4 separate regions of the Mus musculus genome follow, and regions 2, 3 and 4 are each linked to region 1. Evidence: chromatin contacts called from public HiChIP or PLAC-seq and promoter capture Hi-C data. All regions are on one chromosome and are shown on one strand. The core of a region is the stretch at or near the end of the contact, and the rest is flanking DNA. Distances in the headings are between cores, read along the strand shown. Region 1 holds the start of Slc12a8 (solute carrier family 12 (potassium/chloride transporters), member 8). Region 2 overlaps Kalrn (kalirin, RhoGEF kinase). Region 3 overlaps Itgb5 (integrin beta 5). Region 4 has its middle 16 kb from the start of Muc13.

Region 1 (7,239 bases), core at 2,013-4,512:
GACATCTTGGCCGAGAGCCTTGAAGGAGATTCTCTTAGTCACTTTCCAGTTTAAACTTTCTATCTTGGCCTTCGGATCTACTGAGATATGACCAATCTACAGTTCCAGTTGTACCTGGGTCTTTCCACTTGCCCTGTAATGTGACCGTTTCTGTCTTCTTTCCTTGGGGTGGGGAGTGGGGCAGAAGCATTCTCAAGTCTTGATAGCATGCTTGGAGTATGGGCGATGTTCAGCCATGCTGGTTGTATGTCTGGGATTGGATAAACAGCCATTTGCCTCAGGTCTTGAAGTGTTGGTAGAAATAGAGTGTGTGGTAAATTCGGGAAACACATCCCAGACAGATGGAAAAATCACAGTAGCCACCAGGTAGTGAGCACTGTCTTGTTCTAAACACTTAACATTCGTTATCTTTACATTCTGGGATACAGTTACTTCGGGGCGACTGACAAGGACTGGAGTTCTTTGAGTGCAGAAATTTCCTCTTTTCTGGTATATGCCTTCTGCTCCAAATTTATGCAAAATGCATAATCCATCCAGATGGTAAATCAAGGGCCTCTTCGGGAGCCAGAGGGGAACAGACAGTAAATCAAGGATCTCCATGGGAGACAAAGAGCAGTGAGGTAGCTATTATTTTTAAGCTGTAGTGACTAGTCTGCAGTGAACATCTGTGAACCTTTTTGTCACCTTTACCCCAGCTGTGGTGGCAAGAAATTCTGTGAAGAGCTTTGGCACATGTATAACATGGGATTAAGTAGGCAGAGTCCAGTAGGAAGACAGGCTATGGAATGTTGTATAAAACCCTTCGGCCTTGGCCTGTCTCTTGAGCACCATGGGGAGGAAGCAGCCTGTGGTTGTGAGTTATAGAGAAATGGATGACTAAATTCTCAGGTTGGCTTTAGGCATTTTAGTTTCAAATGGGAGTTAGGTGTGTGTGTGTGTGTGTGTGTGTGTGTGTGTGTGTGTATGTGTGTGTGTGTCTGTGTATCTAAAATGAACTCCCCAACAAGGGGTTGTAGATCTAAGTGTTACAGTCTGGTGGTCAAGGTTACACGTACAGACTGGGCTTAAGTGCTGACTCTGCACTTTGTGAGTTTGAGTGAGTCTCTTCACCTATCCTCTATTTTCTCACCTATGAAATGGCTTTAATGACTAAGCTTACTCTAGAGGAGTAAGAAAAATTAAGGAGACAATTCTTGAAAATGCTATGATAATACAGGACTTGGTTCATAGTAAGCATTCAGTAAACATTTAGTCCACATTTAGTCCACAGGGCGGCCGTATACATGATCAGAAGGACCAGCTGGCAAATGCACACGTGATTTAGCACAGCAAGGTCAGGCAAAAGAAGGACAAAGGCAGGAATGTCACATGCAGAATGACACCCGGGAGGAAGTGCTTCCCAGTGTCTGAGTCATGTTCTCCTCCTCTTAGTTCTTTTTTTTTTTCCGTTTATGAAAAGATATATCTTGTGAGGAAAATTACAAAATGAAGCTAAAAGTCACATAGCCTCTCCTTAGGAAGTCAGACCATGCTCTAGGTACCACCCGGTGGGCACCTCACTTAGAGCACAAAATTCGTGCCTCAGCATCCTTAACATCTAGACATCTTGCAAACGCTGATCTATCATATAGTGACAAAGACAGCAATTTTCTTCTCTGCTTCTGGTCATGGATGAAATGTAGCAGAGGGCAATGTAAATGTTTGAAGTAATACAAGCCATCCATTCATAAGCAGGCAAAGACCAAATCCTACTGGCTGTCTTAGAGAGCAAAAGCTTAGATGGGACTATGTCTTTCATAAGCCAACCTACCAATTCTCAGTCTAGAGCTGCGGCCACTAACTCCTAACACCAACCTAAATCATCCCAGGGTCAGTTACTAGGAAACTAGAGACCAACACTTAATCCAGAGTCCAGAAAAATTCTTCAGAGTGGCACACCCCAAACTGTTCACTCTACCCTGCCTTCACGTTCCTGCAATAATCCCCAGCAAAAGCCTTGGTCTTAGACTCCTTCCACTCCTGGCTTTGGTCACCTGACTAACCAGGTGCATCCCCTATGGTCTGGCACAGAATTTTTGAGGACTCAGAAATGAAAGCAAAGGTTTTTTTGTTTCGTTTTATTCTGTTTTTAATTTTGTTTTTAATGACACAGACTAGCACCAATGTGTTAACATATAATACTGTTACTTGGAGACTAGATCATCCCCCAACTGCATTACAAAGTCATTAACTGACTTCAGCCTAGTTCTGCCACTCCTTGTCATATGTTTATGGAGCATTTACCGCCTGCTGGTCAGCAGGCAGCACGCCTTCACTGGCATCTGTGCACACATGAAAAGGGTTAACATGTGGCTTGGATGCCCCTACCACCTCCGGACTTTCAGCTCTAGACCTTGTTCTTGAAATATATATTCTTTCTCCTGCTGAAGGGCTTACTCCCCTCTCTTGCAGTGCAGGAACACCTCCCTGCCTCTCACTACAAAGCATAAAGGAAACCCAGGGGGCAATGAAACACCAAGGTGACTGAACACGGATGGCAGAGACCCCATAAGCACCAAGGTGTGGGCTTTCATTTAAGGGATTAATCCTTCAATTCTATATCAACCATCGACCACAAATGGAATATTTTACACTACACACTACACACACACACACACACACACACACACACACACACACTAATAACCAACAAGAAGGACTTAATAAAAACAAAACCAGCAGACATCAGGGAGTCCAGAAACCCCCTGATTTCCGTAGATTAGCTTTTCTAGAAATAAACTTACCTTCTGACTTTGATCTGATTTGTTATTAAAGGGAGTTCATATCATTTGAGTCTCAGCCTCCACTCGTGGCATTCTTCCCATGATGGGGTGGAGGGCAGAGAGCGGAGTACATTACAGCTAATGCCAAAGGAGACTTTCTGCACGGTTAACTGCTGTCCGAGGTATTCCCTCAACGCCTAAGTAAACCTGAGATAACTGCTTTGAAAATACTGCACTGCCACAGACCCCCCCTCTGCTGGCACCTGTCTGTCTGATGGCCTCTGCCAGCTCCACCACCACCCCTGTAACCAGACTTACCTGCTGGGCTGCCTCGTGGAAGAGTTCTTGCGGAGACCTCTGGGCCATTCTCCAGGAAGTGAGGTTCTGATACTTTTATCTAGATAGGGAGACCACTCTGGAAAGCAAACATCACTCTGTCAGGCCAGGCCCTCCCTCCCTCCCTTGCTGCTTCTTGCCTGTCCAGCTTCCTCTGCACTGAGAAAGGTCGTGGGTGAAGTAGAAACCTTGTTGGCCCCATCTGGGGACTCCTCCCCACTGCTCTCTTCAGAACCTCATTTATGGTTCAGAGCCCGCCTGATCATTTCCCGTTGTCCTGGGGTCACAGGAACTCCTATAGTTCACTCCCTACTCCCTGAACTCCTGAATATTGGGGAATGGTCTAGGCTGACTGCTCAGCTGCCTAGCCCTTAAAGACATAGTCCTACACTCTTTTCCCCAGTGCCTTGGGAACCCTTTGTTCAGAGCAAGGACATTTGGGGTCTTGCTGGAACCCGTGTCTGGTGGTGAGTGCAGGCAGAGTGTACTGGAGGCAGAGCCAGAGGGCTGGCGGCTGTCTTGAGAGGCCCCTGGACCCTGGCCAGAATAGGGCAGGTAAGAAAAAGATGTCAGAAAAGTACAGTTCTGGCCCACCAGAGGAGTTGATCTGGCTTTCCTGAGGCCAGGGACCTTGCCCCATGACATTTGAAAGAAAAAAGAGAGGGAGGGAGAAGGGCTGAGGCAACTGGCCGTGCTCCCCATCCTGCAGGAGACTCGTGGGGAGAGGAATAGGGCAAGATTCCTTTGGGACACATCACCCTAAAAAGATCTGAGGGCTGCGGGATGAGGCTCTGGGCACCAGAGTCAGGTCCTTGCGACCCCAGCCACTCTTCCCCTCCACAGAGCAGTGCCCGCACCCTCACCTGCTCCTACTCAGGCTCCGGAGGCCACGCCCGCCCCACCCGGTCCTGCCACGTGGCCGCAAGCGCTCCTGGCCACCTGCCCTGCATCTCGGGCGACCCCGCCCCAGCGTCCGGACTCGAGCATCTGGACTAGAGACCCAGGCCCTGAGCACCCCCTGTCCGAAGGGCGGTGGTTCAGTCAGGTGACACCGAACTGGCAGGAAATGGAGCTTCCAGAATGCGGCCCGGGCATGCTGAGAGGCGGGGGTGGGGGGCTGACCCTCACCACTTCAGCAGGACCACTGAGCCACCTCGGGTTGCAGGACGAGGGGTGGGAATTAACATACAGAGAGATTAAATTATCTCCATTTTCAATCTGGCATAGTTCCTAAACCTTAAATAACTTGCCAGGCTTCCATGTGGGTTTCTGAGAAACAGGAGGGCAGCTGGGAGTACTTCCCACGCCCACAAGCCTTTGTGTGGAATCCCTAAAAATAGAGGCTGTTCTTTTAAAACAAAAGGGAAGGCAAAGCCCGGGAACACTGGTGGCGCCCTCTCCTCTCTTTGCTGCTCCAGGGAAGTTGTTCCTGTGAAGGTGTCTTATGTAAAGTTTGCAGTCTGGGCCATTTTAACAGTGTGGAAAATCTTGCTCCCAGTGTTTGGTGCTCAAAGATCCATCATCACTACACCCAAGACGTTTTTTTCATCACCCCATACAGAAAACACACATTCTGCCACTCCCCACCCATGGTGTCCCCATGCACTGTCTGTCTTTCTGTCTACTCTGAATATAACTGGCCTCTAAATGGAATACAACAACATTTATTATCGTTTTGTGCCTGGCTTGTCACACGTGAGCAGCACACCCCCAAAGTCCTTTCTATGTTGTATACATCAGCATACAAGCAGATTGGGTTTTCATTCCTTTGTGGGGTTTTGTTTTCAGTTTTGGCTTTACAATGCTGGGAGTGGAACCCAGGGCTTTGTCTTTTTGTTTTTGGGACTGCTTTCCCACGGAGTTATATCCCCAGCTTGTAGAGGAGTGTTAATAGCCCATCTCTGCAAAAAGCAAAACCCCCATTTCCACCAGAATGAATCACAGATTACCTGTCTTTGAGAAGAGGATGGACAGACAGAAGGATGGCATATTGCTAAGACTCATGACGTGGGCATCTCATCACCTGCACGGCCGGCTGGGAAAGCCTTCTTTCTTCGTCACTTTTTAGGTGGTTATAGGACACTCTTTTACTTTGCCTTTAACTAGGTTCCTGATTGCTGTCAACATCTGGGGAGCCTACTGCTAAGTATCAGCCAGAACTTTAAGAAATCCACACAGGAGAAAAGGAGACTCACCCCTCTTTTTTACCATTACTTCCTGCAATAAACTCTTTTCTAAATAAATGAAAAAAGAGTTTCCTTGAAAGCCTGTCTTCTAAACCTTAGGATAAATGTGTCCATATCTTTTTTTTTTTCATTTTATGGTTAAATAGAGAAACTCAGTTGTTTGTAAAGAAAAAGTATGTCCTGCTTTATGCCAACTTAACTTATAACCTGAAAATATGACAACAAAAACTAACAAAAAAAATGGGAGTGGTGTCGCACATCTTTAATCTTCGCACTAGAGAGGCAGAGGATAGCCTGGTTTAAAAAGTGAGTTACAAAGCTGGGCGTGGTGGCACACGCACGCACGCATGCACACCTTTAATCCCAGCACTTGGGAGGCAGAGGCAGGAGGATTTCTGAGTTCAAAGCCAGCTTGGTCTACAAAGTGAGTTCCAGGACAGCCAGGGCTACACAGAGAAACCCTGTCTCGAAAAACAAAACAGAAAAGTGAGTTACAGGACAGCCAGGACAGACAGAGAAACCTTCTCTCGAAAAACCAACCAAACAAACAAAACAAAACACCAAATAAACAAACGAAAGACCCAAAATGCTTGTGCCAAAAAATAGTATCTTCCATATTCTTAGAATGGACCATCTCCATTTCTAAGCTGCGATCCTCTGTGGCCTAAGAGAAGGGTGTCCATTGCCTTATTTACCTCTAATACTTGAAAGCATGAGAACCTAAAGTCCATTGGCAGAAGATGGATTAATTTAGGACAGCCAGTGCTTTAAATCAGGTGGTTTCCCATGTACTGACACGAACCTCGCCCATCACATAATGAATACAAACAGCAAGTTGCAGGACACCGTGAGTGATGTGCTGTAGCCCATATATGTGTCTATAGATGTATCGTGTGCACGGGAAACACCATCAATCTATTGGGTTTGTTTCTCTCTAGAAGGAGGAACCAGGGTTGTAAAATAGGAGTGGAAACCCACTTTGGTGGATACATCTAGAGTTTTACTGACTTGTTTTTCTTACAAGTACATGTTGGTTTAGATTCTGATGGAGGAAAATGAGTAAGAGTTAAAAAGACAGATAAAGTGGGGCCGATGGTATTTCCCCAAGATGGCTGCACTAATACATTCATTCTACCGAGTCTGCTTTTCGTAAAATAGGAAATGAGATTCCCTCGGGAGGTGGGACCTTGTTCTCATTGACCAGTGTGGGCTTTTGCGAGTGTCTCGGCTGACGGAAGAAATAACACTGTTTGGCTTCACACGCTAACAAATAAAGGCGATGGGTGTTCTGGCTGCTAGACTCCAAATTCAGACACTGTATGGTGGAGTATAAGTGAATGCTCCAGGCAACAGCCAGTATTAAGTAATTGAGTGAAACAGGTCTTTAATTGACTCCCGCCCGCAGCAGAGGAGTCCTGGGCATTCTAGAGCAAGCTGTTCTTGCTGGGCAAGCTCTGAGTCCCTGACACACAGAGTGGATTAAAGATGGTGGCTGCTTTAGACGAATCAGTTTGAGAGTAGCTTGTGACAGAGTGATAGATAACCAAATACATGAAGAATCCAACCGTGATAAAAGCGGCTCCTTCCCCCCCCCCCTCCAAATATTCCATATCCATTTTGTGGTTTGGTTGCCCCGTTATTACAGCTCACAGTTATGTGAGAATATAATACAGCTATTAACCTATCTCTCTTCAGCCTGAGTATGAGCTCAGGCTCCAGTGCTGAAGCCCGTGGCAAGGCTGTTGCTCTGAGCACCTCGCCAGGCTGCAAGGCACACAGCACACAGAAGCTCATTCACGTCCTTCCCTCCAGACCATGGTGCAGAGAGAGTTGCCTTCTGTGTGAAGGCTGGCAAAGAAACCATGCTTTAGAACAGAGGTTCTCAACCAGTGGGTTGATGCTTCCACGGGGGTGGTCTAAGACACTAGAAAACACAGATATTTACATTATGCTTA
Region 2 (7,239 bases), core at 2,920-5,419, 460 kb before region 1:
GTCTCAAAGAGTCTAGGATACTGAGAAAGTAGAGAAGGGTTTTTAATAATAATAATAATAATAATAATAATAATAATAAAATTAAATGTACAGAAGGAAAAGTTTCTTTTCACTTTGTTGTGTATTCATATGTGTATGTTATGTGGTTTGGGGGCAGTGCATGCCATAGCTCATGTGTGGACAGCCCATGTGTGGACAGCTCATGTGTGGACAGCTCATGTGTGGACAGCTCATGTGTGGACAGTCCATGTGTGGACAGTCCATGTGTGGACAGCCCATGTGTGGATAGTGCATGTGTGAACAGCACATGTGGACAGCCCATGTGTGGACAGTGCATGTGTGGACAGAGCATGTGCGAACACCACATGTGTGTACAGCACGTGTGTGGATAGCCCATGTGTAGACAGAGCATGTGTGAACAGCACATGTGTGGACAGCCCATGTGTGGACAGCCCATGCGTGGACAGCGCATGTGTGGACAGTGCATGTGTGGACAGTGCATGTGTGGACAGAGCATGTGTGGACAGCCCATGTGTGGACAGCCCATGTGTGGACAGCGCATGTGTGTACAGCCCATGTGTGGACATCCCATGCTTGGACAGCGCATGTGTGGACAGTGCATGTGTGGAGGTCAGAGACAAATTTGTGGAGTCAGTACTCTCATGCTTTTAAGTGAGTTTCAGGCTTTCAGGTCTATATCTTCAGATAGCAGGTGCCTTTATGCCCTGAGCCAAATTACCAGGCTCAGGAGGAAATATTTCTCTCTCTCTTTTTTTTCAAATTTATTTATTTTTATGAACACGGTTAAGTGCCTGCACTTATGTATATGCACCACATATGTGTCTGGAGAGGAAGAGGGCATCAGATACCTTGGAACTGGAAGTAAAGAAGGCTGTGAGCAGCCTTGTGGATGCTGAGACTGTAAGCCCTGACCTCTGGAAGAGCAGCCAGAACCTTTAGCCTCTGAGCCATCACTCCAGCCCCAGAAAGATTTCTAATATTGCTTGATCTCTCTTCTTCAAAATGCTTGGGACCAGAAGTGTTTTTGCACAAAGGATTTTAGGAACTATGTACATGTCCACAAAGAGATGTCTTGAGTCTGGGACCCAAGTCTAAAAACGACAGTCACCTATATTTTTTGTACTCCTTTGCCTGAGGGTGTCTTCAAGTGATGTAGCTAGTGTACCGGTACTTTGTCACTCACCATGTGAGGCCAGCCGTGGAACTTTCCACATTAATTTCATGTCTGCACACAAAGGGTGTCAGATCTTAGAGCATTTTGGATTTTCGATTTTTGAATTAGGGAACTCAACCTGTCAGATGTTCCTGTTTCAGGGATGCATCTGGGATGTGCGCACACGCACACACCCTACCATATTCTGGTAAATGATGCCCTGCTGACTGATGGGATAAATCTTGGAAACCCTTTCCCACTTTGTCTTGCAGAGGCCGTTTCTCTATTGTAAAGAAATGCATTCACAAAGCTACCCGCAAAGATGTTGCTGTGAAATTTGTGAGCAAAAAAATGAAGAAGAAGGAGCAGGCTGCTCACGAGGCCGCCCTGCTCCAGCACCTGCAGCACCCTCAGTATGTCACGCTCCATGACACCTACGAGTCCCCCACATCCTACATCCTGATTTTGGAACTGTGAGTACAGAGGTAGCATCTCTAGTGTGGTCCTCACCTGCTTGGGTTCCCCATTGCCCACAATTAACAGACAAGAGTCTCATTTTGTTCTGTGCTGTATGGGTTTATAAAGTGTGCCGTGGACCGTGTTTTCTTTCACCTCCAGCTTTATATTAATGTAGCTCTCATTCTGAAGACTAGAGAAATCAAGAGTGGAGAAGGTTTTTTTTTTTAAAGATTTATTTATTTATTATATGTAAGTACATTGTAGCTCTCTTCAGACACTCCAGAAGAGGGAGTCAGATCTTGTTACAGATGGTTGTGAGCCACCATGTGGTTGCTGGGATTTGAACTCCGGACCTTCAGAAGAGCAGTCGGGTGCTCTTACCCACTGAGCCATCTCACCAGCCCATGGAGAAGGTTTTTAAAGCGAGCTCTGTGAAAGTATGGGTGAAGAATCCCTCCTTTTATTGGATCCATACAGTGGATCTTGAAACCATGTCTTCTCATCCACTTTTCCTAGCTTTTCTAAGCTTTATTTCATGTTTTATATTTATGGTTACAGTGTTTCATTGCATGGATAAACTGTGTAATCATCAAACCTGGATATTTGCGTAGGTTGTTTCTTTGTAAGGAAAACATTTTTTTTTAAATTCCTCTTCTCAAGCTATTTGAAATATATTAACAGTTCATATTGTTAACTCTGGTCTCTGATGTGTTAGAATATCTGAACACAGCATACCAGGCCAAAGCAGTTCCATGTGTAAGAAGTTTATTGGGAGAGAGAGGGGCAAGGAAGGTGGTGGTGAAAAGAGAAGAGGGAAGAGAGAAAGACAGGGGGGGTTGTTCCTCTTATATATATGGATGGTAACGTGGTCACAGGTAAAGGTGGGAGGTGAGCCCAATGGATTCTGGGAATATGGTGGCCATTGTCTTGGCAACAGGTGTGTAGATTGCACTGTTGCCTATGTGATGTCACAGGTTTCAGAGGTCCTGATACCAACAGTCACCATATTATAAACTAGATCACCAGAACGTATTTCTCTTCCCTAGCTATAATCTGTATTTCTTACACTTATTTTCATTTTCTTCCTATTATGTACTCTCAGGCTTGACTCATTTAAGAAGACTTTCCTGGTGGTTGACTGATTGACAAGAGTGGAGTTGGAATGAGAGAAGTTTATCTATCAATCTATAGCCATAGCACCCCCAAACTACTACCTAGAATTTTCTATCCAAGACATCTCTGGAATGTCAGATTATCTAGATATCAAACATAGAAAGATACAGCTTTTTTCATTAATTAATTTGCTTATTTACTTTACATCCCAATCAAAACTCCTTCTCCCTCCTCTCCTCCCAGTCCTTCCCACTCACCTTACCTCTTCACATCCCTCATCCCACCCTCCGCAAAGGACCAGTCTCAGTTTGGAAGAGGAGTTCTGAGAGAAGGGGTGTCTGGGAGCTGTGAAAACAAACAACTTAAAGTGTGTTGTGTGTAGCTTTTTGCTATCCTGCCTAAGCTCTGGGAACAGGCTGTGCTACCAATCCCCTCCCAGCTTTCTTTGAATCAAAGGATAGAAGATACACACACACACACACACACACACACAGAGTTGTTCATTTTCAGCTTGCCTTCTTGGCACAATTGCTGGGTGCTACTATTTCTTACCTGGAAAAACATGCCCTTAGCTCAAAACTTCCCACTACCCTATCTTTAGTTGGTCAGTTGCATCTAGTCCCTGATAAACATCTCTAACCATCCACCTATAGGAGTGGCAACAGCCCATGACTCCTCCTCAGACCTCACATCATGGTTGCCTGGTTCTTCTCTCTCCAAAGCATGGCGAACTCCCTCTCTCCTTCCTTGCATCATCCTGCTTGCCTCCCAGAACCTAGAAGTCCCACATGTATCTTCTGACCAGCAATTGTCTCATGGCATTCTTTATTGACAGATCAAGAACCAGTTGGTGAACAGGACCTTAGCATCAGAACCTCCCCTACAGAAGTCAAATTGTGGGTCCAAGCTGGCCACCTAGGTTCTGTTGAAATGGCTTTTCAGATTGCTGTGTGTGTGTGTGTGTGTGTGTGTGTATGTGTGTGTGTGCGTGTGTGTATGTGTGTGCGTGTGTGTGCGTGTGTGTGTGCGTGTGTGTGTGTGTGTGTGTGTGTGTTTGCGTGTGTGTGTGTGTGTGTGTGTGTGTGTGTGTGTGTTTTCAGCATTGTCTTCCTTTTTTAAAAAATTTTTCTGGTTGAGACAGCTCTCTCTGCTAGTAGAAATTCTACAAGAAACCGAGATAGTTCATAAATTTTCTAACCAAAGTCAGAAAAGCTGCTATAAAAAAAATTATTGGATCTTTCATCCAAGTCAGAAATCCTGTTAGAAAAAAAATTGTTGAAGAGCTGTTTTTGCTCTCCAGAGATTTCGGACAGCTCAGCCCTTGAGAGAGAAAATTCTAAAGCACTTCTGTCACACTCTGCCTACCTCATCTCATACAGACCAAGAGGACCAAAGGCCTGTCTTTTTGTTTACAGATCAATTCAGGCATTTACTTTAGGTTTCCTTTTGATTATCCTATGAGTCAGCATTCCAGTGACCCCAGACCTTTGTTTCCTAGGAGACAGCAAGCATACATTTTCCTTAACATTGCAAAAGAATTCAGAGACCTGCCTGCCTTTGTTAAGCACAGATGAGAAAGTAGTTGGGTGGGACCCCTCCCTGAAATGACCAATTCTACCACACTAGGGCCTGGACTTTCCGTGTCCCAGAATGACCTTGGACTCAGGAATCTGCCTGCCTTTGACTCTTTCTGACAAACTGGCTCATTAATGCAGCTGCCCACGCTCCCTTAGATTGTGAACCCCTTATAATTCATATTGCATAGTTACATTTTTACATAGTTGAGAAATTATATATATTTGATTTCATGTACTTAGAGCTCTTTCCCATAGCCTTAAGGCCTGTCCTGAAGGTCCCAGTGTTTACCATTTTGCTGAGACTTAGCCACACCCTCAATTTCTGGATGTGCTGTTTTTAATTATCATGAAGTCATTAATATTATCAGGGAGGATATTCCTTGGAAGGAAAGAGTCTTCAACTGCTAGTACATTATTACACAAACAAGCCTTACACCCACAGCAGCCATTGACACTCATGGAGGCTCACACCAGGATCCTGTCCAAGGCTCAGGAACCATGTCACTCTGTCCTCACCAAGACCACACTGGGTTGGCATCCCCTCCCTTTCTCCTCACAATCTGCCCTGACATATAAGTTTGCTGTAGGACCAGGCACAGAAAGAAAGGTACAGCTCTTATCCTTAGGGGCCACAAGTCCAACAGTTAGAACCAAGAGATAAATAATGCTTTAAATATGGCGTGGAAATACTAGAGACCATGTATTACTCAGGGCTGTGAGAACATAGAACTGTTCTTTGTTGGATGTGATCTTCAGGGAAGACGTGTGGGAAGCAAGGCCTGACTAGAATCACGTGCTCAATCTTGCTCTGCCTGTAGTGGTCAATAGGGATAACTGGTGCAACCCTCCTGGACCAGAAAATCAAGATTCCCATTCCCTAGTCTCAGATGGATGCAGGCTAGAGAACAGCTCTAAGGAAGGTGGGGTGGCTGATCTTTTCTGGCTTGGAGCAGTGTTGCTGTAACTGTCCCCCTCATTTGTTCCAAGTATCTCTGAGAGTTCCTTGTGATGAGCACAGTACCACTCCTCTCTGATCTTTCCTCTCTTGCCTCATACTAGAAGACCAGAGGGAGGTAGGGAGCCTTCCAGGGGCTCCATCCTTTTCCACTTATCAATAAAATAGAAGGATCCCGTAGCAAGGAACAAATTAGGGGAGAAAATGAAGTCAGCTATGCAGGTTTCAGCTATGGTTGGAAGTTATTCCTGTACTGGATCACACTCCTTGACATGGGCATTTCCTGAGACGTATCTCAAATGACCCACTTCACATTAAAGGTTTGATCACTTGTTACAAAAGGGCATAGGAAGCCTAGAAATAGCTACTGTTTATTCAGCACCGTGTGTTACTTCTTTCTTTCTGTGATGAGACACCATGGTCAAGGCCACATATAGAAGAGAGTTTATTAAGGGCTTAAAGTTTCAAAGGGTGAGTCCATGACCATCATGGTGAGGAGCATGGCAGCAGGCAGCTCTTGGTTCTAGAGCTGTAGTTGAGAGCTTACATCTTGACCCACACAGCACAAGGCAGGAAAGTGACTGAGAATGGTATGGGCTTTTGAAACCTTCAAAGCCTGCTCTAGTGCCACACCTTCTCCAGCAAGGCCACACCTCCTAATTCTTCCCAAACAGTTCCAGCAGCTGGGGACAAGTATTCAAACATATTTGACCATGCCTCAAATCTTCATTGCCTCACCTGGCTCTCACAAGCCTGCCAAAGAAGTAGGTCTTATTTTGTCATTGATGTTGCTGTTGGCAGCCAGTTGCTATGCCCACCTTAAAAGGCGGTGCCTTTCAGGAAAGCCAAATCACAGAGGGTTTAAGTGATGACCTACAGCCACCAGCTGGTAAGAGGCAGAACCAGAACAGAAATCTGCTTATGGTTGGCTCCACTTAGCCCATTTTCAATCTGTCTTTAAAAGTTGGCAAGCTGTTAGAAAGGCAAAAGAGTTAAGAAGTGATCAGATATGCTGAGAGCAAACCTTTCCTCTTTCACATTTCTCCCATCTAAAAATGTTAAAAAGTGGAAATACTTTTAATGTATATGAGGCTCACTATAGGCACCAGACTTTTCTTTTCCTTTTCTTTTCTCTTCAACCTAACCTCTTAAAGCCAGGTTAGACCTTAGAGTCAACAAAACGGTGTTGTGTAAGGCTGTAAGGATTTCTCCTGCCGTGTAACTCATTTGTAACTTGATTCATTCTAGTTCTGAATGTGGCACTTACTTTGGGCTCTAAAATACATGTGTGTTGCAATACCAAGCTTTATTAATAAGAGACCTCCTAGAACTTTTTAAGCTATGTGCATGGGTCATTTCTCTATTTCTCCCCCCACCCCTCTTTGCTGTCAGGATGGATGACGGCCGACTCTTGGACTACCTTATGAATCATGATGAGCTGATGGAAGAAAAGGTAGCTTTCTACATTCGAGACATCATGGAAGCTCTGCAGTACCTGCACAACTGTAGGGTCGCACATTTGGACATAAAGGTAATAAAAAGTCAGTGCCTGTTACAGTGAAATAGACGGGTTCAGCTTCCCAGACATTTCCTTGAGGAATACAAAATACAAAATTGAATTTCTTTTTATTGTTGTTGTTTTGTTTTTATAAAGACAGGGTTTCTCTGTCCTGGAACTCATTCTGCTGACTAGGCTGGCCTCAAACTCAGAGATCTGCCTGCCTCTGACTCCCAAGTGCTGGGATTAAAGACATGCATCACTACTGCTAGGGGGAAGATTTACATTTCTTTTGTCTTTCCTGTGATGTCATGTGACTATTAAACTAGAACTAGACTTTCACTCTACCTAAGTGCATTGTTCAGGAATGAAGGAAACACACCAGAGAGATGGTGGCACACGGGGTAAGGGAAAGCTTTAACCAAGCAGTCTAACTTTATAGACATCACTTAATGTCCTGTTC
Region 3 (7,239 bases), core at 3,128-5,627, 400 kb before region 1:
GGAGTAGAAACTCCATCCCACCATGCTAGGATTCTTTAAACACAGCCCCCAGGACCCAGAGGCTCAACCGGACACTGCCAGCTCTCAGGGGGCGTGGCTCTGACCTATATACAGCCAGGGTCCTCCTTTTGTGGCAGGTGTGTGCTGGGTACATTGGGTCTCATTTCTCACAACTCCACACCTGCAGCAACCCATCCCACAATTTCTGTGAACCTACACAGAAGCATCTCACTAACGCCAGAGAACTACCACCCTGATGGGTCCCAGAGGATTCTGATCTTTCTGCCCACCTTAACCCATGACACGCTTATGTCCTGCACTTTGCATGACAGTTTTGAGAAGAATCCTCAATTCCACCCCTCTCATGTGCTTAAGCTTCACAGGAAATCTCTGTGTATAGGAAGCCTCTCTCCTCCCCACCTCTGCAAGCCTACCACCTATCTGCCCATTGGTAACCATGGGTAACCTCCCACAATGCTACCTCATCAAGTGCCCTGGACTTCTTTCACATGTCTCCTACCCCACCCCATACTTCATCTTCATGGCTAGCCCTGACCTATCAGGCACACTGTGCAAACAAGTCCCGCCAGAACGGACCTACAACAGACTCCCTCAGACTTGATGTTTATAGTCCACATAAGGCCACCCACCCTTATGCCTCAGGCAGGCAGGGCTTGGCTTGTCCCTGGTCTTCAACCACCCAGAACAGTCCCAGGCATGACCCTTTCCACCAGCATCCTGAGAAAGCCAGGGTCTGGGTCCACATAATATCCAGGCCTGGGTGTGGCTTGGCACAAAGGCGGTGGCTGGAGGCCTACCTGAGCATAGGACGCCCTTGTTTCTGGCACAGGAAAAGCTGTCACACTCGCAGAAAGGTCCGTAGATCCTCCCGAACTCACTCTCGAAGCAGGAGCACTGGTTGCAGCTACACTCTCCACGCCCGCTGCACAGAGGCTTGCCCTCTGCCTCCCGGCACAGGTTCTGGTACCCGCTCTGGTTCTCCCCCTCCTGGCACTCGCACCTAGTGCCCAGGTAGCCGGGGTCACACTCGCACAGCCCACAGGTGTATGTTCCATTCCCACTGCATCTGGCACTGTTGGGCTCCAGCCCCGTGCTACAGCCGCATGTGCAATTGTAGGCGACTTCCACCTGCAGACTGTCCCGGAAGCCCACGGGCCTCAAGGTGAAAGACTGTGCTGCTTGTCTGCCGGGGCAGCTCCGAGCCTCCACGGACACTTCAAAGGATGCCTGGGGGTGGAAAGAGAAGAGACATCATAGCCACAGCAAGCCAGGGCTCCCACCCATCAGGGGACATGGCTAGATATACCCCTTATGAATATTATCTAGTCCAGCATACAGGTGGAATCCCGGTAGGAACAGTCAACAACCCCAGGTACTTTATGGAAAAGAGCAATTGGTTATGCTAATGTTCATATGAGAACACTGTTCTGTCTTCAGACACACCAGAAGAGGGCATTGGAACTTATTTACAGATGGTTGTGAGCCACCATGTGGTTGCTGGGAATTGAACTCAGGACCTCTAGAAGAGCAGTCAGTGTTCTTAACCGCTGACCCATCTCTCCAGGCCAGGCATGGGTCTCTTTAAAAAAAAAAAATATTTCTTTTTATTTCATGTGCATTCATGTTTAGTCTGTCTGTCTGTCTGACTGACTGACTGAGGGCATCAGATCCCCTGGAACTGGGGTTATAGATAGTTGTGAGCTGCCATTCAGGTGCTGGGAATTGAATCTGGGTCCTCTGGAAGAACAGCCAGTGCTCTTAACTGCTGAGCCCTCTCTCCAGCCCCTGGGGATGGGTCTTTACCATCCACTCTCATCATCTTTGAGACCCTGAGGAGAGGGGCTCTGAAGAAATGCATGAGGAGTGAGCTTTACCTGGTCCTTGCTCTCCTCCTTATCTCTACTTGTATCCCATTCTCGTCCATCCCCACCGCTGTGCACATCTCTCCTCCTATCTCAGAAGTCATTCATTTAACCAGCATTTACTGTCTACGCCAGGCATGGCTAGATGCTGAGGTATGGTGGCACCACCTGGCATGAGGTGCAGGGGCAAAGAGCAGCCACCTGACCACAGTAAAGAGGTCTTCTCTGTCGGGGAAGGGAAGGGTGAGGCCTGAATGTCCTCTCTCATGCCCCAGCCCCAGTGCCCTGCAAGGATGGCTCTCACAGCTGTATGTTGCCCAATCAGCCCACAGTTCTGAAGCTGTAAGGGATACTCACTGCCTGAATAACCATCACACACAGGGGCACTTGGGAGGAAGGAAGGAAGGAAGGAAGGAGGGAGGGAGGGAGGGAGGGAGGGAGGGAGGGAGGGAGGAAGGAAGGAAGGAGAGAGGGAGGGAGGGAGGGAGGGAGGGAGGGAGGGAGGGAGGGAGGGAGGAAGGAAGGAAGGAAGGAAGGAAGGAAGGAAGGAAGGAAGGAAGGAAGGAAGATTGGCTGATTTAGGGAAGAGTTTCTAACTTTAGAGTTTCTTACAGGCTACCATGGAGGCAGACAGCAAGGCAGACCTAGCAGGGTGGCAGATGACAACACCTTGTCTGTCAGCTGCTCACAAGTCTGGAGGGGAAAGGAAGCTCGCTTTGAGTCTTCCGGGAGTCAGAACATGACACCATATCTACTCTGCCTCTCCCTCCTCAGAAGAAAGTGCTGTGTGGGGAACGGGATGAGCAGAGGTGAACAAGCCACAGACACGCAGACAGGCAGGTGAATGGTGACGGAACCTCATTGAGAAGCACCCCTCTGGAAGTGGGGATCCCTTCCTCTGGCAGACATGCCTGGCCACTTCTCCAAGTGGTCCCTTATATCCGGGTGATGTCTTTATTTCTCAAGACTCCTCAGATCATTCTGGGCTTCAGAATGGGCTGGCAGTCCCCTGTAACCAACCATTAACAGCTTTGAACAGCTGTCCTCACTTCAAGGGAGGCAATGATGTCAGAGGGGCTGTGAATTTGTCTGTTTATATAGTGAGTGGGGGTTGTGCTCTTCTAGAACAGACCTGCATCCTCCTAGCACATCACCTCCTAGCAAGGGAACAGAGCAGATGTTCATGCACAGATCAGGGTAGGAAGCTTGGCCGTGGCGGTGCACACCTTTAACTCCAGCACTTGGAAGGCAGAGGCAGGCGAGGATTTCTGTAAGTTTGAGGCCAGCATGGTTTATATAGCTAGTTCCAGCACAGCCAAGGCTAGATATAGAAAACCCTGTCTCAAAAGACAAACAAACAAAAAACCCAACAACTAGGTAGAGAGATGACAGCCTGACTCAATCCAGAGACAGCACAGTGATGAGCCCCAAAGCGACGGCTGTAGACTTCTCCAAATTCTCTGCCTTGGACTAGGAATGTGCTGAGCTTGCACACAGGCAGGGTTTCAAGGGCTGAGCCTCAGCAAAATTATCTATGGGGCCATGAAGAATGCAGGGAAGCAGAGCCTTTGAGTGCCTGATGCCATCCCTTCCCTGTGACCTGCAGGAAGTTGCTACTTTCTGCCGCTTTCCATGCCTGGGAAATGAAGAGCTGGATGCAATAAACTGCAAAGGAATGGCCTGCCGCCAGAGCCAAAGGCACTCCGCTATGAGACTCTAGTGAACACAACCTTCCCCATGCATATCCCCCTTTGTCAAGGGAGAAAGTAAGGAATTAAGGAGAGGGGGAAGGGAAGGGAGGGGGGAGACACACAGAGAGAAACACACCCTTCAGCCTTGCCCACATATGCCAGGATAAGTGGAAGTGTTAGGAGCCTGTGAGTTGGAGCTGAGACATGGACACTGCTTGGCTGAGAAGTCAAGAGGGCGTGGCTTCCCAGTAGGGTCCCAGGACCTCCTTGGCCAACGCTTCTATCCAGTGGAGGTGCTATTTGCCTGCCCTGCAGTCCACTGTCTGATGGCCAGAGAGAGGCAATGTCTGTGTCAGCCAATGGCTCTTGGCTCCCACGGGACATAGGAATGCTATCAAAAGCCTGTCCGTCGGGGACAGCAAGTGGGTCAGTGTTGCTCACCACCCCATCCCCCGTGACAATTCTGTTTTCCTACTGGATTAGCAATGAACCCAGAGAGGCTAGAAGGCCCTGGAGATTCATTCCTTGGCTTCCCTCCCTTGGTGGCCGAGGTCTCAGGATAAGCACTGATACCGAGGGCTGCCCGGCTCCTGGAGCCTTTCCAGGTTCCCATTCCAAGACTCAGTCTAGAGGAAGGTCACAGCTGCTGCAGGCATCCTGGCCAGACTAGTGACTCAACTTCATTGGGATGATTCTGGTTCTCCAATGGGAGCCCACTCTTTCAAAAGGGGAGGTGCCCAGACCCCACACAAACTCCCCAACCCTGGGGTTCTGCAGGTGCCAAGTCCACTCAGCTCTTAATAAAACAAAGAGCTGAGGGAGGGCCCAAAGTCCAGGGCCCAGAGGAGTGGGTAAGAGCAGTGTGTGTGTGTGTGTGTGTGTGTGTGTGTGTGTGTGTGTGTGTGTGTGTTGGCATGTATCCCGTGAGAAGGCTCTAACGGTGGTTCACTGGGCCCTTTGTGCACGGTGGACAGCCAGCCACTTGCATACTAATTTGTCAATGTTAGTTCTTTAGAACACAAGTTCCTGGGGTATAGGTCAACTCAGACCAGCTTGCTGGTGGATGGACAGGGTGGGGGCCGTTAGAGGACTACCCCAAGAACATAGAGAAGGGAATCTCACCAGATTCAAGGCTCTGGGCTTTAATATAAGGATGGTTTCTCTTTCAGGACATCCTCGTTTCACCTACGGCCAAGTCTCCTGCTTCTTAGTCACAAGACCACCTCTGTTTGGAAACGACCACGAGGTACTGCCTGCCTCTCCCTCACCTTCTCAGGAAGCTGCTATTACTCAAAGTGAGATCTGTCCCAGGGCCACCTTGGTCTCCACTGTTGTCCCCAGACTAGTCCCTGAAGTACCCAACGACAGCTGAACTGTCTAACCCCTAGAGTCCCAGAGCCTTTGGTCACCATTCCCTAACATGTCCCTTATCCTAACTTGTGACACCCAGGAAAGAACCTTCTGCCAGGGAGTGGCCAGGCCCTTAAGCTTGTCTTGAACTCAGAGATTCATTCACCTGCTTCTGCCCCCTGAGTGCTGGGATGAAAGGTGTGAGCTCCATGCCTAACTTACGTGTAACTTTCAAAAAATCAATTTCCATTATTCCTTAGTCCCCAACCTATTCCTCTCAACCCCACAACCATCGGTTTCAGCAGCTCTCTGACCCCTCCCTCTCTGGCCACAAAGGGCGGTGCTCTTCACTCCCTAGCAAATTCTCTCAATCAATGCCTTATTCTCCAGGGTTCCTACCAGAGAGAGACTCCACTGTCCCTCTGGGTCTCAGCTCTACTCCTCTTCTTTGCCAGTCCCTCCTTCCTTGGTTACAGGGAAGATCCACTTGGATAAGCACTCTGCCTAGTGACGCTGTCTCCCCATCTTTGCAGCCTGCCGAGCAGATCACCAGCGCATAAACATTTACCAAACAGTAGATCTCAGTCACCAGCACGGTCGCCAGCAAGCCGGGACATCCATCCCTGTGATAAGCACTGAGGAGGAGCAGGAGTTATGGGCAGTTGTAAGCCACCCAACATAGGTGCTAGGGGCTGAACTTGGGTCCTCTACAGGAGCAGTAGGCACCCTTAACCTTAACCCATCTCTCTAGCCCCTTAAAATTCTTACTCTTCAGACCTCCCATGTCATAGCACCGGACTCAGTCAGTCCAGAAAGCCTTACTCTCATGATCTGCACAACCCTGGTGGACAGTGACACACCCAGCCCAGAAGAGTGCCTCTGTGCAGACATCCACACCCAGACAACAAACCCCACACAGCTCTAACCAGAGAGGAAGTGTGACTGCAGCCCGTGGACACTGGGACAATACTAGTACAGAGAGAGAACAAAGGGCCAGCAGAGAGGCTTGCCTGAGGACCTGCTTCGATTTCCACAGGGCTATGGCCACTGGAACCTAAAGTTGGGCCAAAGGCAACTTCGGTGGTGAAAACACTAAAATCATCCTGTTACAATAGAGACGTCTCAATGCTGAGGAAAGTTTCCATTTAAATTTTTTTTTTTTTTCTCCCTGATTTCCTAAGCTCTCCCGGCCAAACAAAAAAGAGCTGTGTACAAGTGGGGGGGAGAAATGATGATTCCTCCCCAAGTCCCTGAAGCTTTCACTACACTGTTCCTGAGGCCTACAGAGAAGGTCTGGGCTGTGGCGTTGCTAGTGACTTGGGTCTTACTGCTGCCTGCTGCTCACCGGCAGTGGGACCTGGGGCCAGTGTCTCAGGCTCCTCTTCGAGCCCCAGGTTTTAAGCCCACACATTAACATGGAAAAATATAGTTCACTGCAAAGCTGCTGGAAGAGACAGAAACCAGGGGCTGGCTAGATGGCTCAGTGGGTAAAGGCGCTTGCTGTTTAGCCTGAGGACCTGAATTCAAATTTTGGGACCCATACAGTGGAACAGAACCCACTCTTGCAAGGTGTCACATGATCTGACACCCAACACACATAAAATAAATAAATCAATGTTAAAAAGAAAAGAAAGGGAAGGGGAAGGGGAAGGGGAAGGGGAAGGGGAAGGGGAAGGGGAAGGGGAAGGAAAGGAAAGGAAATAGTAGCAAAGCCCCAACTGGGCACACTTTACAGTATACAGTATACTATACAGTTCCTGTATAGAGGTGGCTAACTAGGCTCCCTGTGACAGGGAGACTGTGATTAAAATAGGACTTAATCTGGGTGAGTTTAGGCAAGCCACTCCCATCCTAGAGGCCCCAGCTGTCCATCAGCAGTACAGTATTCTGTCCTCACCAATGTTGATGACTATGTGAACTCAACGACAAGGACACAGAGGCTCTGCTCTCTGAGCAGGCTGTGGTCCATCACTACTCTGTCCCACATGGTTTTTGAAATGTCTATGGTGGAAGGGTCATGGGCGTCAGGTGGTATCGGGTGCGTGCTACAGAACAGGGAGCCTTAGCTCTGTGCTTTCATTTCATTAATCCTGTATTCGATTACCTGGTCTGTCACACGGGTAACAATGTCTTCCTCGCAGGAAACTAAGAGAGGAACAGAGAAATGTTCGCTGTTCAGTCTGTTTCCGGTCCATCATGAGGTGGAATGTAACTTCTCTGTATTCCATGAAGGACCCCAAACATAAGGTCCTTGCAATTTCCCTACATTTACCTAAAGACCTCAGATCCACTCTGCCTCAAGGTGGCATTTTCAA
Region 4 (7,239 bases), core at 2,667-5,166, 260 kb before region 1:
CGTCTTAGAGAGCAGCTCGGGGTTTGAGTTTATGAAGCAAAACATGAATAACCAAGGGGGCACAAGCCCTGACACCCTTCTCTAAGCTGACTTACATCTTCAGTGGAGACCCCCTGATGCCCTACAGGGCTGTGTCCCCATGTAGACCAAGTCTGGGGAAGTAGGCAGGATAAGTTCTCCACAACATTCCAGCTCAGAGAACGAATCCTGCTACGTAGCCACTGGACTACCTACCAACAAGAAACTCCTTGTATCCCGTCGGTAAGGATGGAGGAAGAAGAGCATTCACTCACTGCTCCTGAGGATGGAACACGGGGAGCCAAACCTAGAAATCAAGATGGTGGCTCCTCAGAAAGGCAGAGACAGATGTAGAATTAGCCCTTGACCCAGCAGCTCCATTTCTAGATAGATACTGGAGAAATGAAAGGTTATCCTTGGGCTGGAGAGATGGCTCAGTGGTTAAGAGCACTGACTGCTTTTCCAGAGGTCCTGAGTTCAATTTCCAGCAACCACATGGTGACTTACAACCATCTTAATGGGATCCGGTGTGTCTGAAATACAGTGTACTCATAAACATAAAATAAAATAAAATAAAATAAAATAAAATAACCCATCACAGCTGCCTAGGAGACAGACTTTTTTAAAAAAAAAGAGAGAGAAGAAAGGTTAGCCTCACAGAAACTCATGCAAGAATACCCAGGGTAGCATCATTCATGACAGTGTAGATATAGATAAGCTCGATTCCCCAATCCCCACCACAAAAACAAAGCCCTGACTGTCCATCAATTGGTTAATAAACAAAACACGTCTTATCCATACAAAGGTTATTATTTATCCATGAAAAGGACTGGAATGCTGATAACTATACTTCCTGGTTAGCTTTCACTGTCAGCTGGGCAGCCTGGTTGTTTGAGAGGAGAGCCTAGACTGAGGGATGACCTAGATCACATTGGCCTGCAGTCCTGTCTGTGAGGGGATTATCTTGATAACTATTGGATGCAGGAGGGAGGGCAGAGCGCATTGTGGGAAGTAGTGCTATCCCTAGGAAGATGGTTCTGGGTCATGTAAGAAAGCTTAGTTAGCTAAGGACTGGAGAGATGGCTCAGTGGTTAAGAGCACTGGCTGCTTCCAGAGGACCTGGGTTCAATTCTCAACATCCACATCAGACCACACATAGGAGGCTCATATCCACATACATATATGTGTAGTTGAGAATAAAATCTTTTAAAGCAAGCAAGTTAAACATGAACCGCGCGCGGAGTGAGCCAGAAACCAGTAGTCCCCATAATTATTAATTTCTTTCTTTCTTTCTTTCTTTCTTTCTTTCTTTCTTTCTTTCTTTCTTTCTTTCTTTCTTTCTTTCTTCCTTCCTTCCTTCCTTCCTTCCTTCCTTCCTTCCTCCCTCCCTCCCTATCTTTCTTTCTTTCTTTCTTTCTTTCTTTCTTTCTTTCTTTCTTTCTTTCTTTCTTTCTTTCTTTCTTTCTTTCTTTCTTTCTTTCTCTCTCTCTCTCTCTCTCTCTCCCTCCCTCCCTCCCTCCCTCCCTTCCTCCCTATCTATCTATCTATCTATCTATCATCTATCTATCTATCTATCTATCTTTCTTTTTTTTTGTTTTTGTTTTTTTTTGAGACAGGGTTTCTTTGTATCACCCTGGTTGTCCTGGAACTCACTCTATAGACCAGGCTGGCCTTGAACTCAGAAATCCACCTGCCTCTGCCTCCCAAGTACTTAGAGCGTGAGTTCCTGCCTTAGCAGCCCTCAATGACAGACTGTGACTCAGACATGTAAACCCAATACCTATTTCTTCCCCTATGTTACTTTTGGTCAGAGTGTGTTTAGTTTAGTTTAGTTTAGTTTTTAGTTTAGTTTAGTTTAGTTTTTAGTTTAGTTTAGTTTAGTTTTTAGTTTAGTTTAGTTTGAGATAAGGTCTCATCGTACAGCATTAACTGGCTCAGAACTCACTCTTAGGGGGCTGGCCTCAAACTTAAGAGATCTGCTTGTTTTTGCCTCAAATGCCAGGGTTAAAGGTGTGTGCCCACCCATCATGCCTGGTTTGGTCAGATCGTTTCATCATAGCCACAGAAAGGAAGCAGAGCCCAACGCTAATAAACTTGAAAATAACAGCGAGGGGAGAGAGCTCAGACAAAAATTATGATATTGTAATGGGGTCCCAGACCTTAGCACAACCGACTCCGAGGTGGAAGTGCCATTCTGGCTGTAAAACTCGGCACATAGACAGTAATGCCTGCCAAAACGAAAACAAAGACCGATTCCATCAAAGTCCATAGCTCTGGGAAAGGTCCACATGCACTATCCTTGCTTTTTGGCTTCTGTAGTTGCACGTCTGGTTAACTGTTCTTGTTAACCGAAAAATGTCAACCTAGAACATGCTTTTGTGTTTCAAAGCTTACCCTGAGAAAGGCTCAGGGCTACAGTGGGATCCTGACCACCCAGGGTAGTCACCTGCCAGGTTATAAAGACTTTCTATTGGCTTAAACCCCATATCTAAGAAGTCGTCTTCCGTGGTTACCCCACAGTACATATGGCAGGGTTTTGTTTGTAATAAATGTACAAACAGACACAGATGTAGAGATGAAAGGTGGGCCAGCTGCTGGGCTGGGGCAGGAGGCACTGGCTCAGAAGCACAGGCTTCTTGTTGGAATAATGAACATGGACTTGGTCGTGGTGGTGTGGTGTGCCCCTGTGACCGAGATAGAATCATATATCAGTAAAGGTACGGGAGAAGAGGAAGGGGGGAGAGGAGAAGATGGAGGGAGAGGGAAAAAGGAAGAAAGGAAAGAAAGGAAAGGAGAGAGCAGAGAGAAAAAAATGTTAATTTCAGAGTATATTGTCTTGAGGCAATTGATGCTCAGAGCAACCTCCTGGGCCCTTGTAATTTCCCGGTGAGCACACAAATGCACTTCGAAACACAGAAGTGAAAATCAGGGCCAAGCATGGTGGTGCATGCTTTTGATGCCAGTGTTTGGGAGGCAGAGGCAGGTGGATCTCTGAGTTCCAGGACAGTTAGGGCTCTGTTACGCAGAGAAACCCTATCTCTGAAAGAAAAAGGAATGAAGGAAGGAAGGAAGGAAGGGAGGGAGGGAGGGAGGGAGGGAGGGAGGGAGGGAGGGAGGGAGGAAAAACTACTCATTTTCATTGAGGCCCCAAAACAGTGGTAGGAACTGTAGCTTAATAAAAATCCAACAGATGCAAATGTGTTTGCTTTTCAGTTTAACTTCTGGCTGCACGGGATATTTAGAAAGCTGGCTCACATCACTGTGAACCATAAACATGAATTGATTAAATGCCTCTACATAGTATAAAATCTGTATGTAAGTGCCATTTTGCCTTGTGTTTATTTAATATCAACTTGTCTAGGCTCAAAGAAAACTTTTCAAAATCATTGTCTTGTGTTAAAATTTATTGTTGACACTGTTCCCGAAGCCCACAGCTCCTCAGGATCCATTTTTGCTATAATAATCATGGTTAAGTTTGGAACAAAGCTCTTTGCTCTGGACACATTTTTTTTTCCCCTGCTGCAATCAACCTGTGGGTCACAACCACTTTGGGGGGAGGGGGAATCTCATATCAGACATCCCGCATATGAGAAATTTACATCACAATTCATAACAGCAGCAAAATTACAGTTATGAAGTAGCAACAAAAATAATTTTATGGTTGGGGGGTCACCACGGTATGAGGAGCTGTATTAGAGTGTCATAGCATTAGGAAGGTTGAGAACACTGCTCTAATGTGAGCTCACCACAGCTCAAAAGCATCAGGGAGACGTAACAGAGTGGTCACTGTATCTTCTAGAATGAACTAACAACTGGCTTCCAAGTGAGACCACAGACTGATCTCCCAGAGTGATCTTCTAGTACTGGGGTGAATATCAAGATGTCTATCGTGTGAATCAACTCTGGGAAGTCAGTTGTGTGGGCAGGCATCGGATCATGGGGCTTTAAGTAACAGCATGAAGGATGACAAAGCCAACAACAAACCAGGGTTTCAAGGGTTGTGCTTTCTATACCCCACGCCACGCCACACCATGCCACATCATGCCACGCCATGTCAAGCCATGCCACACCATTTTTATTTCATCCAGTCATCTGCCTAGTCTCCAACCAGACTTTTTCAAGAATTGCCAAGGACTTCTGCCTCTACTGTGGAGTTCGGTCTCATCTGTCGCCTTTCACATGAACTCTGCAGTGTCATGCTCTTCTAACACACTCCTTCAGAAATGACACATGCCCTGGAAAGTATAATAAACTGGATATTTACACTCTGAGTTCTCTAAAACTCCCTCTACAAATAAGCTCTTTAGCCTCGGGAAGTCACCCTCTCTGATGTTGTTTCCTTATTAGTAAAAAGGAGTGGGGGCCAAACAATATGTCATTTCCAGCTTCAGCCTCCGTGAGTCACTTGGTTCCAAGCATGCTTTATTACTTTTGGATTGCCACATCCTTTTATTCATACTGGAAATTGCATATAGGATCTGGAAGGCCTGGACCCTGAACCTTGTTGTGAGGCATACACATTTTCTATTAATAGAAATAAAACCCGGAAATATCAACCTGCTGACATATTCCCAAGGATATCTGAGGATAATCTGTGGTTGTTTTGGTCTTCTTTTGAGACATCTCCATATGTAGCCTGGGCTGGACTTGAGTACATGCTCTTCCTGCCTCAGTTTCTCAAGTCCTGTAGATACCAGCATTCACCACCATACCATTCTCGAGGATATATTAGCAAGCAGAGGCCCACAGTGTGCGTTCATTCGGGGGCATCTCAAATGCTACTGTAAGCCACCACAAGCCACTTCCCAGTTGCTCTTGAGAACAAAGGGGTGTGGTGACAGTTGGGTAAAGACGTTGCAGAGACTGAGAAGTATGGTCTTCTTTGTCTGTTGTCACACTGTCCAAGGAGCTGCCAGGTCACCCTCCAGTCATGTTATTGTGTGAGGAATTATTGGTGCAGCTTTTTAATTATTTATTTATTTTTTGGGTACTGGAGATTGGACCTAGACAAGCACTCTGCCTGAGCTGCGCTGCTAGTATGTTCTTCTCTTTCTGATGTGACTCTGAACTTGTTTCATGGCTTAGGAGGGTGTCAGGAATGTGATTGAAAAAGACTGGCAGTTCGTAGAAGCTGAGAGCTATCGAAATGGTTTTACCCGTGGTATGAACATCGCAATGTCTTCATTTATCAAATATTTGTGTAGCATCTATATATGTAACATATGCTTCTTTTTATTACATTTATTTGGTTTGGTTTTTTTGTCTGTGAAGAGGTACACATGCCATGGCTCAAAAGCAGAGGCCAGAGGACACTTTGTAAGAGTTGGTTCTCTTTCTCTATCATGTAAAACCCAAGGACAGAACCACCACCTCATAAAATACTGGCACCTATGCAACCAAAAGAATAGAAAGAAGATTTTTTTTTTAACAATGAGATAGCATTGAAATAGAGCAGAAATTTTGCTTTGGAAATGAACAACAACTAAGAGCTTCTCATCAATTTTATGTTTGCCCTCTGACTCACCATAGTTTCTGCCTATTTAGTCTCCCTGCCCTCCTCCTGGCAGGATTGCAAATTCTGGGCCAGCTGGCTTCTCTGATACTTGGAGAGGTGGGAGCTGCTCATATGAGGTGTGTGGGAAGGGTGTGTGTGAGATGGTGGTGGTGGTGGTGGTGGTGGTGTGTGTTACAGGGTTACAAAGATCACACCAGGTCCTGAGGGATCTAGAAAGGAATTGGAAAGGACCAGATATGAACCAACCAATCAGAGTGTGAGGAACAAGATACCCAGCCCTGGGAATGAACATACAGAGAGACAGCAAGGACTTTGTTTCCTGATTTCTTATCAGCAGGCTAAATAAAGACTGAGTCCCAAGTAGATTATTAAAAAGTGATGTGTCAGCCAGTACAGCATCCTTTATTGAGGATGGTCACTGTATCAGAGTAACAGCACATTACTGCGGGGTCTGCTCAGCTGTGAAATGAGGAGGGAACACCAGGAGAATCAACATTCTGGATTTTTCTATTATAAAAACAGCTGCTTCGAGTACACACATTTATTCAACATTTGCTTCATCCCAGGTCCAGCATCTTGTCAAATGCATTCTGTCGTTCAGATCCACTTTAAAATGGTTTGTTTGTTTGTTTTTGGAGACAGTGTTTCTCTATAAAGACAAGATTGGCTCAAACTCACAAAGATCCTCCTGCCTCTGCAGGACATCTTAATTTAATCCTTTAATTTATCCCTGAACTAAGTTATATCATTTCTTCTATGATAAATCGGGTGTGAGGGCTAAAGTTATGTTTTAAGTTTAAATAACTGTGTTTAGGAGATCTATAAAATAAAAATGCTTCTAACCCATAAGCCCCACTTGGCCAAGAACAGATAACTTGCTGGGATGCTGGGGGCTGTTATATAAGACACAAGTCACATATTCTCACTTCTGTAAACAAGGTTGGTTGCCCCAACTGCACAGGCTATGCCTGATCACATGTAGGTGGGAGGTACGTAGGCAGGAAGTACCTCAGGATATGTGCTTGCCCCTCACTGGACAAAGGTGGGAAGCACATTGCCTTGTGGGTTTTGCCTTTATCAGCACCTGACTAATGTAATTCAAGGCCACCCTCTGGGAATCCAGGATATGGAGTTGGCTAGTGTCCATCGCCACGGCCAGGATTTAAACAAAGCTTGATTCAAATTTGGCTCAAAGCTTTTGGTTGAGGTCTTGTTCTGTCCTGGTAAGATTAACACAGGAAAGAGAAAGGCTGGATTAGCTAAGAAATTCATTAAGGCTCCAATGCTAATAAACAATATAGGTGAGTTTCAAACGGAGGTTGTTTCTACTCAAAAGCACCCAAGGCCCTGCACACAGGAGCAAACACTAACCACAAAGCGCATGTTTCTGGCTTGCTTTTCTGGGACTGGGGCTGGGGTTTGAACCCAGGGAGTTACACATGTTAGACACACGGCCGCTAGTATCTCCAGCTCTTTTTGACATTTTAAATTTTGAAACAGGGTTCCACTAAGTTGCCTGAGCTAGCCTTGAATTCACTGCAGAGCCCAGACTGGCCTTGAACCTGTGGTCCTCCTGCCTCAGACTCCTGAGTAGAGAGGTTTACAGGTTTACCCTACCAGGCCTGGCTTTTTTTTAAAATTTGAATTCTTTTGTTGTTGCTCTTGGAAGTTTCTGTTGAGACCCCACCAGCTTTTCAATGTGCCTC

Evidence for each region. Promoter capture Hi-C pulls out the DNA fragments that hold promoters and counts their contacts. HiChIP or PLAC-seq counts read pairs in DNA pulled down with a chosen protein or histone mark.
Region 2: a contact with region 1 is called in a promoter capture Hi-C map of the SN4741 cell line, with 7 times the contacts expected there. The contact joins the enhancer-like site here to the promoter of Slc12a8 in region 1. A contact is called at or near these places in 15 of 39 promoter capture datasets (the 3T3-L1 cell line, 3T3-L1-derived adipocytes, the C10 cell line and 10 more), 2 of 115 datasets of contacts at active chromatin or transcription factors (embryonic stem cells and pancreatic cancer cells) and 2 of 9 other capture datasets (adipose tissue and liver).
Region 3: an H3K27ac HiChIP or PLAC-seq map of microglia shows a contact between it and region 1, with 5 times the contacts expected there. The contact joins the enhancer-like site here to the promoter of Slc12a8 in region 1. A contact is called at or near these places in 3 of 39 promoter capture datasets (cranial neural crest, liver and pre-B cells), 1 of 115 datasets of contacts at active chromatin or transcription factors (microglia) and 2 of 9 other capture datasets (adipose tissue and liver).
Region 4: an HNF4G HiChIP or PLAC-seq map of pancreatic cancer cells shows a contact between it and region 1. The contact joins the enhancer-like site here to the promoter of Slc12a8 in region 1. A contact is called at or near these places in 3 of 39 promoter capture datasets (3T3-L1-derived adipocytes, cranial neural crest and stem cell-derived epiblast-like cells), 5 of 115 datasets of contacts at active chromatin or transcription factors (cardiomyocytes, embryonic stem cells, intestinal villus epithelium and 1 more) and 3 of 9 other capture datasets (adipose tissue, liver and macrophages).

What each region holds. Positions count from the first base shown.
Region 1 is chr16:33,514,218-33,521,456 of GRCm38.p6, reverse strand. Slc12a8 (solute carrier family 12 (potassium/chloride transporters), member 8) reads right to left here and starts at 3,262. Exons shown (of 13, transcript NM_134251.3): 1 at 3,081-3,262. The coding sequence starts at 3,128.
Region 2 is chr16:33,977,096-33,984,334 of GRCm38.p6, reverse strand. It overlaps Kalrn (kalirin, RhoGEF kinase), which reads left to right. Exons shown (of 60, transcript NM_177357.3): 58 at 1,447-1,647; 59 at 6,671-6,809. Among named protein-coding and RNA genes, the nearest start is that of Umps, 14 kb to the right of the region's middle. Within about 2 kb of position 4,169, at least 28 of the 459 cell types and tissues checked have an H3K27ac peak or open chromatin away from gene starts, as enhancers often do. A contact at or near this core is called in the SN4741 cell line, embryonic stem cells and pancreatic cancer cells, where this site is marked.
Region 3 is chr16:33,913,794-33,921,032 of GRCm38.p6, reverse strand. It overlaps Itgb5 (integrin beta 5), which reads right to left. Exons shown (of 15, transcript NM_001145884.1): 10 at 819-1,248. Among named protein-coding and RNA genes, the nearest start is that of Umps, 50 kb to the left of the region's middle. Within about 2 kb of position 4,377, at least 93 of the 459 cell types and tissues checked have an H3K27ac peak or open chromatin away from gene starts, as enhancers often do. A contact at or near this core is called in adipose tissue, liver and microglia, where this site is marked.
Region 4 is chr16:33,774,533-33,781,771 of GRCm38.p6, reverse strand. No RefSeq gene overlaps it. Among named protein-coding and RNA genes, the nearest start is that of Muc13, 16 kb to the left of the region's middle. Within about 2 kb of position 3,916, at least 63 of the 459 cell types and tissues checked have an H3K27ac peak or open chromatin away from gene starts, as enhancers often do. A contact at or near this core is called in pancreatic cancer cells, where this site is marked.